Regions from separate parts of the Ctenopharyngodon idella genome. Here region 2 is linked to region 1. A link is a contact called in public Hi-C data. All regions are on one chromosome and are shown on one strand. The core of a region is the stretch at or near the end of the contact, and the rest is flanking DNA. Distances in the headings are between cores, read along the strand shown. Region 1 holds the start of tmem267 (transmembrane protein 267). Region 2 holds the start of galt (galactose-1-phosphate uridylyltransferase).

Region 1 (2,866 bases), core at 128-2,627:
AGATTTAATGACAATGGATAATGGAGGATTTAAAGGATTAGTTCACTTCAGAATTAAAATTTCCTGATAATTTACTCACCCCCATGTCATCCAAGATGTTCTTCAGTCGAAAAGAAATGACGGTTTTTGAGGAAAACATTCCAGAATTTTTCTCCATAGTGGACTTCACTGGGGTACAATGGGTTGAAGGTCTAAATTGCAGTTTCAATGCAGCTTCAAAGGGCTCTACACGAACGAGGAATAAGGGTCTTCTAGTGAAACGATTTTTCTAAAATAATAAAAATGTATACTTATAAACCAAAAATGCCCATCTTGCACTAGCTCTGCGATGTGCCACGCATTACGTAATCACGTTGAAAAGGTCACGTGTGACATAGGTGGAAGTAGGTACTGCTGTAGGGCGGAAAACTCCATCTCATTTTCTCCTCCAACTTCAAAATCATCCAACATCGTTGTTTTACCATTTTTTGTAAAGGGCGTTTGACTTAGTCTTTGCACGTTTGCTTTGTAAACACTTGCTCTGTACTTCCGCCCAATGTGATTACACAATGCATGCCGCATCGCAGAGCTAGCATTGTGGTTAAAAAGTATATAATTTTTATTTTCTTTATGTACCGATCGTTTCGCTAGATAAGACCCTTATTCTTCGGCTGGGATTGTGTAGGGCCCTTTGAAGCTGCATTTAAACTGCAATTTGGACCTTCAACCCCTTGGTAGCTGTCAAAGTCCATTATATGGAGAAAAATCCTAGAATGTTTTCCTCAAAAAACATAATTTCTTTTCGACTGAAGAAAGAAAGATATAAACATCTTGGATGACATGGGGGTAAGTAAATTAGCAGGAAATTTTAATTCTGTAGTGAACTAATCTTTTAAACCAGGCCTGGACAAACTATTGACGGTGACAGTTTGTCACTTGATAAAAAAAAAAAAAATAAATAAAAATATATATATATATATATATATATATATATGTGTGTGTGTGTGTGTGATTAATATGAGATGATTTAAATTTAAAACAGTAATTGAGAGGAAAAACAGTATAAGCACTGCCTACTTAAAACAATGACATGTTCATGTGTAAAAATTATTTGCTATTAGGCTATTTGTAGAGTTCTATTTGTGTAGAGTTCATATCATTTCATTTAATCCTGAACAGACACGCACAGTTTCATAAATTAATGCAGAGCATGCCTGACAGATTAATCAGGAGATGCGTTCTAAGTAGTGAACATAAGATACACTAACCCCCGGTTTCACAGCTTAAGCCTAGTCCCAGACTAAAATGCATGTTTGTAAAATATCTACTTTTTCTTCACAAAAAGAGTACATACTTTGGGGGCATACAATAAGTAGTCGAATTGGGACGCAGCATGTTTAGATCCTCGTGTTGGTCTCATTCCAGTTCGACTCACGGTTTAATTCAAAGGAACCGATTCAGTGATTCGCGATAACGAATCAAACATAACCAAAGAACAAACAGTCCATCATACCGATGAGCTGAATGAAATGAGGTGAGGAAACGGCATGTGTAAAATATACATTATGTCTGGTGTTTTTGTGTAATACGCAGCTATGTGAGAATGGTGCCTTTTTAGGTTTTTATGTGATTTGTTATGATGGCTAATAAATGTAATCGTTTGCCTTGAGCAGTGGATTAGCTTATCAGCTAGTTAGCAGCAAAGCTAATGCTAATTTTTAAAAAAAAATAAATCTCGCTCGGCAAAGATATCCTATTGCAATACTTTTTTTTCATTTAAATGTAAAAAGCACCTATATATATATATATATATACACACACACACGCGCATACATGCATTACATACCATATATACATATATGTCTGTATATAAATCTGCTCTTAATATTCTCTTACAAATTTTGATCTGTTCGTGCCTTATTGATGATGTTCTCATGAAAAGATCATGTGGTCATGATTCACAGGTTTGTACTGTTACTCTCATCTGCTGTTCTCTTCTCTGAGTCAAGTCAGAGCATCATGACATTTAAACAGTACCACATTTGCAAGAGTGCATGCTTTAATTTGTGTATACTCGTTTATTCCAGCAGATCAGGTTTCTGACCCCTCCATGGAAGAGGCCAGCGATGAGGGGCTTTTACTCAAAGCTGGATTCCTCATCTTTGGGCATGGCTGTGCCTCTGAACCTGGCCGTGGAGACTGAGAAAGCTCAGGCCCTGCTCCAGACCTTCAGCACTGCCTCTCTGTTAGCCAGCGCAGGCCTGGGCACTTTCTGCTTCTTCGTTGATCACTTTCTGACACTCCCCTTCATCCAACACCATCTGTGGTTCAGGGCTGTCCTTGATAACGCCGTCCATGGCATTATTGGACTCTGGTCCTGGGCCATTGTGATTGGGTTGAGGAAGAAAAGTGACTTCTATGAAGTCGCCTTGGCTGGGTTTCTGGCCTCTGTCATTGACCTGGACCACTTCTACTTGGCTGGATCATTGTCGCTTAAGGTGAGTGTCTTTTATTAGCATCTGAAAACTGCCGATGACCAAGAGAAAGCTGGTTGGTTTGAAAGTGACTTCTGTGTGAGCTGTGCTTTATATGTTGCTACATTATTGACAGTGGACTTTTTTGCTTGTGAATTTTCGTCGGAATATTGCTAATGTGACTGCATCAAACAAAAAAATGATTGATGATAGAAAAAAATTATTTCAAGTTCAAATCTTACTTCCAAAAAATGCCAAGAAAGATTAAAAAAATGAAACATTTGTGAATAGATTTACAGCAGCATCTAAATATAGGCCTAATCAGTAGGTAGACTACTCATCCACTGATCATTCGCTTGCCCTCACGTTCTAAGCCATGATTTTCTTTCTATTTTTTTTTTATTTTTTTCCCC
Region 2 (3,162 bases), core at 187-2,686, 690 kb after region 1:
TGAGCAATATTCAGTCCAAAAGCACGAACTACAGAAAATGTGGCCATTATAAGAACTTGATACATGAAAAACATGTAAAGCACATGGTAAAATGGGTAAAACACAAATAAGGCTCATTTATAGCCTTCATAAAGAGAGCTTTGAAATAAAAAATAAAAAGTGTAACATAAATCCCTATCAGCTGAAGAAATGGGATGAAACTAAACCATGTGAGAGGTTCAGTCGCCTACCTCTCCATTAGCTCTCACACTGCCAGGACAGAGAGGGTTGTTGGGGTCATGTCGTGGGATGTTGTCCTCTGACGGTTTCTCCACCTGTCCTTTCCACGGACGCTTCATTCGATGGGCCGAGACCAGAACCCATGAGTCCCGCAGAGGATTGTACCTTAAATGCTGGTGCTCTGAAACAAACATCAAGATGCAAAAAATAATTTGAGTTAAGGTCAACCCACCAGGAGTAAAATATACCTTACATAACTTGTTTAAAATGTTATTCTAGCAAATATTTATTAAATCATGCTTACTTGTGCATTATTTACAGCTGTTTCTGCGTTTGATTTGACTTAAAATGTAACAGGCCACTTGATATGTTAAAAATCATCTTTTGATAACTACTTCGCAGTGTTTGTAAATCACTTTGAGAGGAAAATTTTGACAGTTAAAGTAAAGCATAAACATCATACATTTCTAAGCAATCTATATCACCTAGTTTAAAACACGGTGATAAACAGTAGTATTTAACTAAAATGTATTTTATCTCAAAATGATTCGTAAAATTCCGCTAATACTTTGGAAGGTATTCCCAATGGGTGAATCAGTTCATTGAATTAAACCGTCCGAACGAATCGATTCTATAAAATGATTCAGACGTCCCACCGCTAAATCACATGATCAGCTTCACAGCCAGCCATCACGTGACACATCTAAGCGAGTGTACTATTTTCAGTGATTTCAAAAGACAGGAGTTTGAAAGAAAAAAAAATGGTCATTGCATTACATTAAACAGAATTGTCTGTGAATTATGCAAAGGTCAGAAAAAAATATGCATATGTGTCAATATGTAAAAACCTTACCTTTAGGATCAAACATGGGTTTACTGATACTATCCATCCTACTACTTACTGACATAATAAAATTTTCCTGTGGATACGTAATCTATCCGATCACCCGTTATGGGTTTTAAACATGAATTCAATGATCGTTTCTTGTCAGAGTTTCAAGTCTTCATTTGATCCTTCTCCTAAGTATCCTGTAGTGAACAAGATTGCGTACATAAAACGCAGTATGCAGCTTTTACAGATGAATAAACCGAACAATGTTTCCTCGTTTAAATTTTCTCGAGAACATAAATAATACGAAATACATAACTAAGTTCATTAATTCGATATATTTCACTGTATTAATAAAGGGTGCTTATGTATTTTGCGTATTTTGGTGGCATATTGATAATAATGATGCACCTTCACGTCGATTTCTTCCTTATTGAGCCCTGTGCGATTTCATTGGATTAGAACTAGCCGTTTGTGGCAGCTGATTGGTTGTCACAGATGTTACGTCACCTCACGTCAGCGACCGTCACCTTTCATGTATGCCATGCTGTTTGTCTGAATGAAGTCTGTTTAATGTCTTTTGTAATCTCAGAGAGCTTTTTACTTTTAAATTGTTATTTGTGGTCGGCTTACGATGTCTTTAATAAGAAATATTCTAAAGATGGTGGTGGTTCTTGGTGTTCTGGTGTTGACAGTTCAGTTTATAAGATACTGGATGGCAAATAAACAATATGTCTTTACAAAAGAAGATGTTGCCAAGTTAGCCAAACAGTATGCAGGTGAGTAAACACGTATATTCCGTTTCTATTCTGAAGTTACATCTGTTGCTAAGATATTGCAATAATTGTTCTCTGTTGCAATAGTAATATTGCGAATGTTGTAATGCATATATAGAGCTATAGCTCTATGGATTACACCATTCGCAATATTACTATTGCTACAGAGAACAAGTATTGCAATATCCTATTTATATTTACTTATATTTCCAAGATATACCAAGTATTTTAAACCGCTCTATACAACTTTGAAGTGTGTGTGTGTGTGTGTGTGTGTGTGTGTATATATATATATATATATATATATATTATATATATTATTATTGTATAGATATATTATTGTATAGATTGTATATACATAACACAAAGTTGTATTCAGCTGTTTTTTTTTTTTTTTTTTTTTTTTTTTTTTGCCGTTGGTCAGCAAAGTTGAATAACATGATGGACTGACCTTTTAAGACTGATATTGCTTGATTTCAAACGCAATAATTGACATCAGTGTCAAGTTCTTTCTCTCTTTCTTTATCTACCTGACACTTCCTTTAAAGTTGGCTCGAAAGAAAGATGCGATAGTCTTTTCTTCCTTATTGTGATGTATATCCAAGTGAAACGGCTTCTCAGACAAGAACAAAAGTAGGACGGGGCTTAATTTTGGCCAAATGGGAATCAATTGGAAGGTTGTGGTTTGCTATTGGTGGATCTCATGTGAGTGACAGGTTGTCCCGCCCTCACGCCAATAAACACATCATCAGAAAAAGAAGAGATGTCACTGCAAGAGGGAGGGGAATTTATTTGATAAAAGATTACAAGGCACATGAATTTAAAATAATAATAATAATAATGTGTATGGATAAATCATTTATAATAAATAATGCAATATTCCATTAAAAAAAACAATTGTCCATTTTGATTTTATGGTGACTTTAACTTGCCTGATATATGTTTAAAACAAAAAAAGATGTCTAAAGTGCCTTTGTGTGTCGTAGGCCAGGATCACGAACAAGCGTTCTCTAAAGTAGTAGTGGAGCTGCGTAAGAGGTATCCGGGACACATCCTGCCTGATGAGGACCTGCAGTGGGTGTTTGTGAATGCCGGCGGGTGGATGGGCTCCATGTGCCTCCTGCACGCTTCTCTAACAGAGTATGTGCTGCTCTTCGGGACAGCAGTGGATACGGGTGGACATTCAGGTAAGTAGAGAACATCTCCACCAGTGTCGGGAGTTACTCATTACAAGTAACAAAAGTTACGTAATCAGATTACTTTTTTCAAGTAGCAAGTAACGTATTACTTTTAAATTTACATCAAAATATCTGAGTTACTTTTGCAAATAAGAAACGC

The links. Hi-C and Micro-C count contacts between places; a contact is called where the count stands out from the background.
Region 2: a contact with region 1 is called in a Hi-C map of muscle, with 6 times the contacts expected there. The contact joins the promoter of galt here to the promoter of tmem267 in region 1. A contact is called at or near these places in 2 of 2 Hi-C or Micro-C datasets (both in muscle).

Annotation. Positions count from the first base shown.
Region 1 is chr10:27,055,255-27,058,120 of HZGC01, forward strand. tmem267 (transmembrane protein 267) reads left to right here and starts at 1,378. Exons shown (of 3, transcript XM_051910693.1): 1 at 1,378-1,513; 2 at 2,067-2,477. The coding sequence starts at 2,106.
Region 2 is chr10:27,749,366-27,752,527 of HZGC01, forward strand. galt (galactose-1-phosphate uridylyltransferase) reads right to left here and starts at 1,437. Exons shown (of 11, transcript XM_051907629.1): 1 at 1,073-1,437; 2 at 231-400. The coding sequence starts at 1,127. It overlaps sigmar1 (sigma non-opioid intracellular receptor 1), which reads left to right and starts at 1,560. Exons shown (of 4, transcript XM_051907632.1): 1 at 1,560-1,827; 2 at 2,811-3,011. The coding sequence starts at 1,683.